Linked DNA regions of Mus musculus: region 1 is linked to region 2. A link is a contact called in public Micro-C data. All regions are on one chromosome and are shown on one strand. Each heading gives the region's core, a stretch centred on a gene start, on an enhancer-like site or on the middle of the called end of the contact. The rest is flanking DNA. Distances are from core to core; before and after follow the strand shown.

The links. A called contact is a pair of places that touch in the nucleus more often than the background predicts.
Region 1: a Micro-C map of muscle stem cells shows a contact between it and region 2, with 3 times the contacts expected there. The contact joins two enhancer-like sites. A contact is called at or near these places in 1 of 484 Hi-C or Micro-C datasets (muscle stem cells), 1 of 115 datasets of contacts at active chromatin or transcription factors (microglia) and 1 of 9 other capture datasets (embryonic stem cells).

What each region holds. Positions count from the first base shown.
Region 1 is chr10:37,166,630-37,173,630 of GRCm38.p6, reverse strand. No RefSeq gene overlaps it. Among named protein-coding and RNA genes, the nearest start is that of 5930403N24Rik, 31 kb to the right of the region's middle. Within about 2 kb of position 3,005, at least 42 of the 459 cell types and tissues checked have an H3K27ac peak or open chromatin away from gene starts, as enhancers often do. A contact at or near this core is called in muscle stem cells, where this site is marked.
Region 2 is chr10:37,334,456-37,341,539 of GRCm38.p6, reverse strand. It overlaps Gm26535 (a long non-coding RNA gene), which reads right to left. Exons shown (of 5, transcript XR_871577.1): 4 at 4,024-4,156; 5 at 2,592-3,719. Among named protein-coding and RNA genes, the nearest start is that of Gm26535, 18 kb to the right of the region's middle. Within about 2 kb of position 4,094, at least 173 of the 459 cell types and tissues checked have an H3K27ac peak or open chromatin away from gene starts, as enhancers often do. A contact at or near this core is called in muscle stem cells, where this site is marked.

The DNA.
Region 1 (7,001 bases), core at 1,756-4,255, 170 kb after region 2:
TTTCTTTCTTTTTGAGAGGATCTCCTGTAGCTCAGGCTAGTCTTGAACTCAAGCATGGCCTTGAACTTTGATCCTGCTGCCTCTACCTACTGAAGATTGAGACTGTGTGCATGTGCACATGTGTTGTGGTTCCAGTTTATTTCTGTTGCTGTGATACATGCTCTGAAAAAATGCGACACAAGGGAGGAATGGTTTTTAGTGGGAAGACACAGCCCATCGTTTCTGGGAACTAAAGGCAGGAAATGAAGCAGCAAGTCACAGAATATCCAGTCTAGAGCAAAGAGGATGAATGCATTCTTGCTTGCTTTGTCAGAAGGCTTTCTCCTCTCTTTTACTGTTGAGGACATCCCTGCTAGTGAATAAAACTGCCCATTGTGGGCTCTGTCTGCCTACCTCAGTTAACAAGATTCTCCCCTCCCTGTCCCCCATCCTCTTGCCCACCCCACCCCCCACCCCCTTCTGTCTTGCCTGCATGTGAACCTGATCTAAATAACTAGATAACTCCTCTCTTTAAAAAAAATCTCTTCCCTTCTAGTTCGTGTCAAGTTGACAGTGAAAACTAACTGGTCTACCCACCAAATCCAGTTTTCCAATAATACTACACCCTTAGCCCTGGGATGTTTACGAATTTAAACTACATGAATTGACCATGCTAAAAATTTGGGGTAGGGGGTGTCATTGTAAAACAATCTGTTGTCATTTGCAAATTCTGGGAATCAAATTCTGGACTTTACAGATTCTAATTAAACACTGCAGTCTCTGAGATATAACACCCAGCCCCTAAACTGAGAAAAGCACCCCCCCCAAAAAACCCTCAAAAATTCTACAAATGTAGTCAAATGACAGAACGACAGCACAAATTAACAATTCTTCTTGGAGACTAGAAGTCAAAGCATACAAACGACATCAATTGCAGTGCTCTGTAGAATTACATCCGGGATCGCTTATGTGACTGAGGCCTCGGCTTCAAAGGTCTGTAACATTTAGACCTGTGATCATCTTTACTGGCAGCAAAATTATTCCAGAGCTTAACCTGCTCCACTTCGCACTGGCTAAGCAGATCATGCTTGCTATGCAAATCTTCTTCAGGACTGAATGCCACTGGGGAGGGAGGAAGCCATTGAAAAGCATCCCTGTACTGCTGCAGAACAAAAAGCCATCACATCCCGGATCAAAGCAAAGAGAATCCTTTCGCAACAGAAATCCCAGAGTCTAGCATCAGAAAATCAGAAACTCCTTCACACTCTCATTACTTTTTAAGCCTTTCCCAATAAGAGGAGGCAAGGGGGGAGGGGTTCTTTCATACGTGTGCAATTCCTATTACGTTCAATACACACATAGCCTTCAGTTCTTTTCCCTTCTGTAGGCTGTCAGCAGTTATTTTAAAATGTATCCAATTTTCAGTTAGAAAGAAGGCATTGTGGATGACCCACCATGGCACAGAATTTCAGTTTGTAAGATGCCCATAGCCATGACTTGATCAACAATTCCATGGCAACTTGGCAGCCCTCTCTCTTAACAGGGCACACCCTGTAGCCTCTGTTTTACAGTATTTTGTGAGTCTGCTAAATCATCATTTGTTATAAGCATGTTTCTGAGGTGACAGATGCCCCCAGTTCCTCTTCTTTCCTGAGCCCCTGAAATCACAGCTGTGTTGTACCCTAAGCACAATGTTGTCACATCTTTGCTCTGTTTAATTATTCATGTTAGTCCCGCTACAGAATTAAACTGCCTGGGGATATTAGGGATATTATGGGATTTCAGTCCAAACCACACACATGACCATATAGATGCCAACCCCTGCCAAGCATCTCCATGACTCCCCTTTTCTTCACATAATGATTGGCAGTATATTCCTAATAGTCAGGAGCTGGACAAGATAGACCAGTCTAACCAAGAGCCAAGAGCCAGTGTATGTTAGGAGGGATAGTCATACTTAGTCATAGATAGTCATAATGAGACATTATCCTCCCCTACCACAAAAGCAGAAATTAAAAAAAACCAAACCAACCAACCAAACAAACAAACAAAACCCCAGTGTTGTTTGTTTGCTTTGCTTTTTATTTTTAATTGATTTACTTCCAACCTGTGCCCCGATCTTTCTAGTAGGGAACTTTTGCTTGTTCAAGCGGAAGCTCAGGCAGATAACCTGAAGTTGCAGGCCATCCTCAGCTACATGAGACCAAAAATAAGCAATCAAAGCAGTGACAGGGGCAGCTTAGCCTCGAAGTTACCATTTTAACACTTCATTTACGACCACGGGAGACCCCTGCCTAACTTCAGGGGACAGCTTCCAAATTTCATGGACAAACCAGGATCAGTTTTATCTACTAGACTTTACTCGTAGTTTATTTTCCCCCGAAAAGTCCTCTAAAAGATGAGTAACATCTGTCTTTGACCTCCAGGTACTCCTTGGAGCTTACTCCTCGGCGTTTAATTTGGAATGTGTGCATTCTCATTCAGCCCTTGGAGGGAAACAGAAACAAAACCACAGAATGTGAGGTGAGGAAAGGCTTTAAGGGACCATCTGGTTAGAACCTCATTCTGCAAGTGGAGGTCAGTGCCACTGAAAAATTAAAGGCGTGGCAGGCACAGGCTGAAGCAACAGATTCAACACAGGCTCTCCTGTCTTGCTTCAGCTCTTCTGCCAAGAGGACAAAGGAGGCCTATTTTCTATTTTTCTATGCTGAAATCTTTCTCTTTTCCTCCTTGGGAGTGAGAGTGCTGTGCCTGAAGGGAACACAAACTTAACTCTAAAGTCTTCTGTAACCTATGGGAACTGCAGGCCAGCCTACGGCAAAGAGGAAAGACAACCTCAGGAGGTTATGCTTATGGGGCAGGGACCATTTGAATCCCCCTACAATGTCCTTGGTGCCTCTGTGTCTATGGCTAAAAGGGCAGCTCATAGAAAGGGACTTTTCTTGGCCACCACTTAAGGAGGACCACAGCTGCACTGGCCACAGCACAATTCCCAGGAGCAACCAGGCATGGGTCCAGCTCCGTGGGAACCACCAGCACTAGGGAGCTGACGCCCCCACCACCCTGCACTTGGATAGATTGCATTGAGCTCTCCCAGGCTTGGAGGCAAGAAGCCGATTAAAAAGCTACACAAGTTGAAACAGAAAATGCTTTTTCCCAGGGTTCAGCAGCCATTCCTGAATTCTGTGCTCCTGCACAGAGAAATGAAAGAAACCAGGAGAAAGACCCGTGATATGATGTACACTCTGGCCACATCTAGTTACCTTTGCTTGACTTAAAGAAAAGGATTTCTTAGAACTTTAAGGAGGACAAGAAATCAGCAAGTATACAATACCTATGAACAGAGGCAGTAACTGTGGAGGAATGGAAATAAAATGTGAATCTTAGTTTGGTAACTTATTCATGGATTTCTAGGGGAGAGAAGATTGATGTTGTTAGGTAAAAAGTTTTCCTTGCCTTCAAGTTTTACATAGAAGTGTTTGTTGTCTTTGCAGCTTATTCATACATATAACATTGCATTGTTTAAGGTTCTAGGGAGATCTCCAAATAGCTGGCTGCTTCCTGCCTGCCTCTGTAGTGCACGTGGCCACCTCATGCTCCTACAAGCTATGCCTTCCTGTATCCACGGCCTGTACCTTCAAACTCCTGTTTCCTCTCCCATTTCACAGTGAATGGCCTCCAGGACTACCTTGAGAACCTGAAAAATGTTGAGAACTGGAAAGTTCTTCAAATCAGACTAGGAGAAGGTCCAACTTGTATTCAGAATGGGATGCCCAGGCAACATACAATTATAAAAATTATGAAAACACATCTGTCTTTTTCCTTTAGCTCACTATAGAATATGATGCTGGAAGTGAAAGTGGCCCACCCAGTCCAAGAGTCTTGACAGTGGCAGTGGGTGGAAGGTGATCTCCCAGCCCTGGGAAATGGGGCTGGAAGCTTTATTTACCTGTGTGCAGCTTCCGATGCTTGTTTCCTATTTTAATTTGGTTGTAACTCTGCTGAAGGCCAGGCCAAGACAGATTGGGAATTTCTGTCAATATTTATTTGTTGCTATGTTAGTTGTTTTTCTGTTGTTGCAATAAAATACTGTGACCAAGGTAACTTATAAAAGGAAGAGTTCATTTGAGCCTATGGTTTCAGAGAATTAGAATCCATAACAACAGAGAAGTATGACAGGAGGCAGTATGGATATCAGGAGAGGAAGTGGGGCGATCACATCATTTACCTCACACTTGAGGCAGGGAGAGCAAACTGGAAGTGGCACAAGTCTTGTAAACTCTCAAAGCCTACATCCAGCAACATACGTCCTCCAATTGGCCACACCTCCAAAACTTCCCTACCATGGCCAGTGTTGGTTATCACCTTGACTATATCTGGAAAGCACTACAATACAGAAATGGAGGGCACACCTGTGAAAGATTTTGTGTTTGATTTGAAGAGGGTGACTTTTGAGGTAGAAAGACATACATTTGATGTGGATCTTGAGGCTGGGAAGAGTCACATTTAATCTGGGCCATACCTTCGGCTGGGAGCCTACATAAGGACATGGAAAAGGAAGATCTTGCTCTTTGCCTTCATCTTGCTAACACATTCCTTTACTGGCATTGGAATATACTTCTTCAGAATTCTAGTACATACAGAAGACCCACTGAAACATCCATCCTTGTAGGACTAAGCAACTGCTACATTTTAGGACTTTCCATTCATAGCTAGCCATTGTTGGACCACAGCCTGTAAGTTGATCCAATAAATTCCATACATAATAAATATATATTATATATGGAATTATATATGTATATGTGTATTGTATATATATACAGAGAAAGAGAGAGAGACACACACAGACAGACAGTTATAGACAGAGACAGAGAGAGAGAGATTCATTCCATAACTTCTGAGACTCTAGAGAACTGTGACTGACTGTCTTAGTTAGGGCTTTATTGCTGTGAAGAAACACCATGACCAATGAAAGTCTTATAAAGGACAACATTTACTTGGAGCTGGCTTACAGTTTCAGAGGTTCAATCCATTATCATCAAGGTGGGAGCATGGCAGCATCCAGGCAGGCTTGGTGTAGACAGAGCTCAGAATTCTACATCTTCATCTGAAGGCTGCTAGCAGAATACTGGCTTCCAGGGTGCCATGCCCACAGTGACACACCAACTCCAACAAGGTTATACCTCCTAATAGTGTGACTCCCTGTGCCAACATACACAAGCCATCACAGTGATTAATACACTCCTCTAACAGTACCACTCTGCTAGTTACTTCCTACTAACAAAACAGCACAACCAAGACAACTTACAAAACAAAGTGTGTGGTTGTGTTTATGGTTCCTAAGGGTTAGATTTAATAATGGCAGAGCAAACAGTGGCAGGAACAGCTGAGAAATCTCAGTTTGATCTACAAATAGGAGACCTCCAGGAAGTCTCACCACATTGCATAAAAGTACCTGAGAAATCTTCCTGAAATGTCTTTTTAACCTTGACACCCAATTGCTCAAAAATTTGGGGCAGCTAATCTTGCTTTCAAAAGAACAAAACCACCCTAGTTACTTTTTTTTTTCACATGGCAGAGATTTACTGGGGTGGGGGTGGGAGGATGGAGACAAAGGGGGAAAGAGAGAATGAAGAAAAAAAAGGCAACACCCTAGTTTCTAATTTCCAATCCCACCTTCCGGTTGTTAATTGCTGTCCAACTTCATCATCCTCACTTCCCACAGGCGCCTTTTTCCTTCTTGAGCATACCAATTGCTAGTGCTTCTCTCTTCTTGAATATCCCCTTGCCATCCCCACCAGAACACATGCCTATCTACTTCCATGTTCCTTTCTCTGCCCATAAATTCATATGATCTTTATCCTCAGAGCACATGGAAGCATGTTACCATGCAGCAGGTGGCATGTGTGCAGATGGTGTGACCTCTTCTTTGGCTGTTGGTTTTGGATGGATCTTCTGTTATATGCCACCAACTGTCTGTAACATTCACGAACCTATCCTGGAAGCTTAAGAATTCAGACTTGCAGAACAGAAAATAAAACTTTCACATAAGTCATATTATTATGTGTTAACAGAATACAAATTCTGTAAACACTAGAAAGTGAGGAAGCCAAGAAGAGAAATATTCATGGCATCTGCTAGAATCAGAGGAAAAAATGTCTTGTAAAAGGCATCATTTGACCTAGTTACTAAAGTTTTGGCAGCATTCAACAATGTCTTAAGTGGTATATTTAAGATTCTCTAAGATATATTTCAACTGTGTAAGTCTTAATAAATGAATAAATAAATTTGTTAACCATAAATCTGGAAATAACCATAAATCTGGAAACACACTACAAGGTGGTCATGGAAAATCACCTCACCCCTCGAGAGAAGAACAGCGAAGCTTATGTAGCTGCTCTCCATTTACATGGTCGTCTGACCTCTTCCACTCTGCCCAGTCCTTCTATCCCAAATTAGCAGAGGTGTGGTAAAGTGCTGTGCCACTCAAAGCATGGTGTGTGGTGGAGCCAATTGAGTCATGGACATTGTCTTTCAGGGCCTATAACTCTCACCTGCTCTTAGAAATCTCCATTTTCCAAGAGGAGCAAAATATCCCAGTGTGAAACCCCATAGGAAGGAAAACATGTCTTGAAGGCAGCTGCACAAATTATGTCATTTGTCCTGTTTTTGACAAGCCCAGAGAAGCAACCACCCTAGTGTCTGTACTATAGAAAGGATATATGAAATCTCAATCTCAAAGAAGTGTCAAATTTTACAAGACAGTTCAGTAGCAAGTGGACCCTGAGCCTGGGTCTTCTGCTCAGATTCCAGTGAATTACATCAGCTCATTGAGTACTGGCTTGATGCAGGATGGCAATGTTCCCCTGGTATACAACAGAGTAGGATTTTTTTTTTAAACATCTGGACCACTGCACAAATCTGGCCTCTGTGGGTGAGCAGGCTGTACGCTCGTATCTGCCTGCCATGGACATTACAGGTGCTCAATGAGGAGGCTATAAATATTAATTAAGAGAGCAAAG
Region 2 (7,084 bases), core at 2,845-5,344:
ACACGAACAATAACAGGGATTTTTTTCTCTAACTGTCTCTGAGCCACTTGATGATCACAACCCTACCACTTAAGTTTCCTCCAACATCTCTCATATCTTTAACATAACAAAGTTATTCTGTGCATTAGCCCAGAAACATTCAGTATTTAGACACTCAATAAATATCTGTGAAATAAGCGAGTTATCCTGGAGTCTTTTATTTTATATGTGTATATAATGTATATATCTGTGAAATAAGTGAGTTATCCTGGAGTCTTTTATTTTATATGTGTATATAATATATTTTGATGACATTCATATCTCATTACTGTTTTCCCCTCTATTCCCCATTGATCCCCTTTCTTTTTCCTTCTACTTTCATGTGTGTGTGTGTGTGTGTGTGTGTGTGTGTGTGTGTGTGTGTGTACATGTTTTCACATGAGTAAGTGGAAGGTATCTCTCTCCTGCAACCATTAGCCTTGATCCTCAGGGAGAGGTGGAGCTACATGAGTCCCTCAATCTTTCTCCTTTACCACCACCAACCCACCCCCCAACACACACCCAGCAAATAATGCAGGCAATTAGCTCTGCTCTTGCTTACCCATGAGAATGATATAAAAGACCCTGTAGCTGAAGATACCATAACTTGGTTGCAAGACACAGATCAAGTTGTAATTTGGCTGGAAGCTCCCTATCTGCTGGCTAGCTTTCATTGTGCTATACAAGCCAATGAGTGAGAACTGTTTTTAATAGTCTTACTTACTTGGAACCCTGTGATAGTACCAACTGGCCAGGTAAGATGTACTCTTTGGTTCAATGGTGGAAAGTCTGTTGTGGCAGTTACAAACCGCCTTCTGATTGGAATTGAAACCTGCTCAAAAGGGAATTGACATCTGATACTATAAACCCAGTAAAAGTCCATAACTTGAGGAATGGTTATAGGCCCTAGTAGAGAAGCTACCGTTATTAATTTGCTAAACATGGCATACCTGTCAAATTGCTTTCTAATTAATTGTGTTTATGCCCATAAAATAGTGCTGCTATTAATTCTGGCCAAAGAAGCTTTTTTCTTATAGTGGTCAACAGTGACTATAAAGACTCTTAATTGGTTAAAGTGCTGAGCATAAGATGAATATTGAATGTTCATCGAGAAATGGAACATTTACAATACCCCCTTTTAGTCTCAGCGAACATGGTGGAAGATGAGAGAAGAGACCCAAGACCAAGAGAAAGGGGGATAGGGATGACACAACTGTAACACTCCTGAAGTCACAACAGCATAATTACTCAGACATGATTTCCACAAGATGGGGCCAGTTAACATGTGGGGTGGGGATCATGGGATTCTACTCCTCCCTCTGGATTAATAGAAAGATATTATTTAACATGGGGAAGGAGACACATTTTCTTCAGTAGTCACTCATTGGTAAGGTGCACAGGGTCCTGTAAACAGCCCCTCCTGTAAACAGCCCTAATGAAACTTATCGGGTCACACACACACACACACACACACACACACACACACATGCATTCATACACACATACACACACACTTACATGCACACACACAGGCACATATGTACATACACATATATAACCATACACACATATGTGCACACACATACACAAAGCAGCACATACCGGCACATGCATACACACATGTGCACACACATATACACACATACATACACATTCTGCAAGCACTCTGCAGCTGAGCTGCAGCTCGGATCCTGTTTCCTCCTTTATGCTTTTGCAATATTTAATGTTACTCAATGTCATTTCAAAGCACTTAGCACAAAGCTGTATCTTTTCACGTGCTACAGATTGTGCTGTGACAGACCCTCAAGAGGTAAATTCCCTGGTGATACAACATGGAAAACCTGAAACAAACACATATACACATACACACAAAGGTATATACACACAGAGACACAAATATACAAACATACATATATATATATGACACATACACATAGCATACACACAAGCACATCATATAAAAACATACACCTATACATCCATATATATCCTACACAGGCATGTAGATACAAAAATATAAACACACATCTATGTACCATACACACTCATATATACCCATATATACATACCCACAGACATACACAAACATTTATATATATATGTTTATGTATGAACACACACACACACACACACACACATATATATATATATGTATATATATGTCACACGTATACAAATATATGTGCATGTCCATTTACAAACTACACAAACATACAGGCATGTGTCTACACAAACATATACATATCACACACCCATACACACACATATAAATATGTACTGCATACATATAGACATATGCACATATAGCACATAAACATATATACATATATACATACATGTACACCACAAAGAATACACAATTATATACACACATCACATATAAACATAAACATGCCCATATATGCAATGTATTATATAATCACATACACACATATATATATATCCATACAGACATAACCATACCACATATGTGCAAGCACATAAAAAAATACATACACACAAATACTTATACAAACACAGAGATGCAGGCATACATACCATAATTCAATAAACCCATTTAATTAAATTGACTATTTTATTGTGACACATGGCATTTAAATTACAGAAAATTTAAATATAAATAACAGAAAACACTGCAAAAATGAATGAATGTGACTGTGTGTGTGTGTGTGTGCGTTGCAGTTAAAACTCAAAAACAGAATTTGAAGAGTCCACCTATGTGGTAACTCCATCCTGGGGGAGGGCGCCTGCTGAGGTGCTGGGCCATCAATTTGCTTTAGGAATCCCCTGTGATGTTTAGAGGAAGTGAGGACAAGAGCTATACAGCCCCAGAGTTCCCCAAGAATCTCAGAACCCTCTAAATTTCCATTGGTGAGGGAGGAGGGTGAAAGGGAAAGAACAAAATAGGGAAAAGTCAGATGAAGTCATCTGAAGGGGATGATAAAAGGATCAAGGGCTAGAAGCAGAGCCTGGGGATAGTCCCTGGCTACCACCACCGTTTGCCCTATCAGAGGCCTGGAGCCATAGCTGGAAGGGCCAGTTATCTGGAAGAGAGCTGTAAACTCCAGAAGGGAAGGCAATACTTCTCCATGGGACTTCCCTGACAGGGGTTTCAGATCTTTCTCTGAAGCAACCCCAGGGCTTGTGACAGGGTTTCAGGGAAATGAGACAACTCACATGCAAATGTCACAGGAAATTCAGCACTGAGCCTTGCTGAGCAGGAGAAAGCACTCCACAGCCTAAAGGAGAACAGAAACCAGTGAAAGGAAGCCCCAGAGAACCAGAGAACACCTTACCAGGTCCTCTGTAATAATTAGAGTTACTACTGACCACCTACTGTGTGCTTAAACTCTGAGCACCTTCCCACCTATTCTTACAACACGTGTTATGAAACAGACATGATTTCTCCCATTCTCCTCTGTCCAAAGAAAGAAATACTCTCATCACAAAGTTTTATGGTTATGTGTTTCCTTGTGACAAGTCACAGATAAGCTTAGGTCTATTTATCATCCATAAGGTTATAGAATATCACAGCCTAAAATTAGCTGGTCCCTGGCCCAAATCAATCTGTTATCAATTAGTTGTGTAGAAACAGACAACTCATGTAGGTGCTTCAGGTCTCAGCTCTCTCAACATAGAATGGGGCTGCAATGGGGGTCTCTTCAGCCTTTGGCCTCCACAGGAAGTCATTTCACGCCAAACTAAGTAAGAAAATTACAAAATCACCATTAAATATTTTTAAAAACAAACTATGTATTGGGTTTATCATGATCTTGTTCCCTACTGATAACATACACTTCAGGGTAGTTAGCTTAACAAATTAAAATATTTTTAAAGTTGTGTTTTGGAGATGACCATGAAAATGGAGACAAAGTACTCAAAGTTAGCTCTCTGTCAGCAGAAATGAGGCACAGGAAAAAAAAATCAAGTCAACATTCTTCCTCCTACCCCCACCCCCAACCCCGGGAGTAAACCATCACTCACCGTGGGAAAATGATTACTTACAGGAAGTAAGGCTGGTGAGTCATCACACTGTTGTTCTGGGACTCTGAAGTGAAGCAGCAGAAATTAGCAAAAGGACTGAAAGGTTGGGGTGTGGTCTGTGACTTGCCACCAACTCCTTTCTGGGCATTGCAGGCTGAGGAAAAGCAAATAAGCTTTGGGGATATTGAGTCACAAGGCACTAAATCACAATCCTGTGCTGGGCTGAGGATCCCAGGGCAAAACCACACAGCTCAGCTTCCGGAGTCACTCCTTGAGCCTGAGTTCTCAGAACTCCAAAGTGTCATTGATCAGCAAACACCAAGTAATGCCACCTCTGGGCTTGTCCTGACAGGCAACCTGCTAAGTCCTGCCTGTGTAAGAGGCAGCCTCCTTATAGAGAAGATCAGCAAGCCTCAAAGGAGGACTTCAGTCACTTAGCACTACCCTCTCCTTCAATAATGGAATAATATACAGACACCACAATCACACTTCCTATTGTGGTCTTAACAAATAATACTGCACTTCTATTTTCTCCTCTGCAACTAATTAACCTGCTGCGAATGCTTTTTCCACTGGATTTTTCTAGTTGCCCTTTGATGCCCTTAGAAAATGTCTGAACAAGAAGCTGTTCTGTAATCAGAGGAATAGAAATACACAAAAAATTTTAGGATGAATCACCTACTACATATGCAAACTCTTAGGAGCCTGGGGTCCAAGATGGGAACACTGAACTCTTAATGTCTTGGTTTTCTCTATGCCATCTGTGTCTTGAAGCAATGAAAGGAAAAGTTCGGTCCGAAGATGTTTAAAATTCTCACAGGTCAGGACAGGCTATTGGAACAGTTTTTGTTATAGAGCCTGGACTGAACAGGACTCTACGGCTAAGGACACCAGTTCCAGGGTCATTTGCTGTATTTAAGTCTGCCTTACCAAGTTAAAATAATACAATCACAGACCCTAATATGTCCATTTTTTATTGGTGAACTGTGTAATTGTGCTATAGACAAATTATGGGCAATACAAAGCATTCAGAGAATTATTAAGATGATATTTAAGACATATTTGTTTAATTAATTAGTCCTCCCCTGTACCTCACTGAGCCATGGGGTTTCTGTACCTCACCCTGGGCACTAAGGGTCTTATGGCATGACAGAATTAATGTGTTAAGTTAGTTTGTAGACAGTTCCATGTCCAGAGAAATCTTGTTAAACCCATAAATCGTCAAGCCTGCTTGAAAAAAAAACACAATGTAGGTGAGCTTAGACCATGCTCTGGCTGCTCAAAAAGGCATTTCCTCAGATGCTCTGGGATCTTTGCTCCTTAGATTAATTCATTGAAATTTTATACATGTATATATCTTTTAATCATACCCACCTCCATTTTGTCCTGCCAACTCCCTCAAGGCCCTATCCCAACACATTTTCCTCTCCAACAGGTCCCCATCCGAACTTCATGTCTTTCCTTCCTTCCTTCCTTCCTTCCTTCCTTCCTTCCTTCCTTCCTTCCTTCCTTCCTTCATTCCTCCCTTCCTCCCTCTCTCCCCACCTCTCAAATGGGCCTAATTAGTGTTCCTTATATGCACATAAATATAAATATCAGGGCATGGGCCTACACCCTCCACCTCTTCTCCACCCCACCCCCAAATTCTTGGGCCCTCTCTCATCTTGGTACATATACAATTTTCAGTTAGGGGTAGTGCCTCATGAGTCACTCCTACATTCATGCAAGAATGTTGACTGGCTTAATCTTGCATAGATCTGCAGGTATCCACAGCTATTCTGAATTCATGGGTGCAGTGGTCATGTCATATGAAAAAGACAGAATTTCACAGCACTCTGCCTCACGCCCTAGGTGTTATTCTCTTGGAACAAGTCCTGAGTGCGGGGATGGAGTGTTGACACAGATATCTCACTTAGGGCTGGGCATTCAGTCACTTATCCACAGTACTTAGACCAGTTATGTCTTGACTGCTTCTCTCACCAAGACTGAGACAGCCCTGATCCATGGGTTCAGGCACAAATATTCAAAAGGCAGTTTGACAACCTGACCACTTAGCAAAATAAAGAGAGTATAAATTCCCCACCCTCCTAGGACCTATAACCTCTCCAGCTGTGGTTTTGTGGGAACAGCTGAAGGCATCTCCTCGGTGACATCATCCTCCTTCCAGTATATCTAATCTTTCGAGAATTATTTCTACAGAACACCAAGGTCATGTGAAAGTAGAGGATGTTTCACTCTGGTGACCACGCCCTGGTTGATGATTGTGCAGGGCTCTCTACAGTGATGGGGCTGAAGGCAGATGATCTCTCACTTGCCATGGAGAAAACAATGAAGTGTTTCTCATGCCCAGTAAAGGAAATATAGCTCTGTGTCCAAGATGTTGATAGGAAATAGAAAATCTCAGCCCCACACTTACTCTTCACCTAGCTGTCCTGTCCCTGTGCCTAAAATCCTCATGCTCTATACTCATTTTCCACTTAAAAGTGTGTTTGTTTTATAAAGACATCTCAGCAGGGAAACCTACTAAACAGCCACTCACATTATGGTGTGAGTTTTGGGAAGGAGTTTCCTGGGCTAATAAAAGTGCAAGGACTATCAAATCTTGGTGGGGCAGAGGAGGTGGAGGGAGTGGGGGTGTGTGGTGGAGAAGGAAAGATGAAAGGTTAAAACCCATTTGGAAGATCCTCTGATTTGAATGGGGCAGAGGGCAGGGAACTATAGGTGGAAAAAGTAAAACAAACCTGCAGAAGACAGAACACTGCTCAGAAGCCACTCTGGCCAGTCACGGAACTAAAAAGACTACCTCAAAATTAATATATGAAACATGCTGGTTTCCAAAAAAGGACAAGTAGCCCTTCCTTACCCTCAGACCAGAGCAACTGTGAAACAAAGCTCGGGAGCTGGGGGTATGTTGAGGGGGTGGCTCTAAAGGATAGTACACCCAAGGCTTGAGGGCTTGGGAGGTTCTTTCCTCAGCTCAGTAACTCACTTCTACTCTTTAGCTAGTTCTTTCCCTGCTTAATAAGCCATCTCTCTCTACCCATGCCATTTCCTCCTGGTGGCTGCTAGGGTTTTCTTGTAA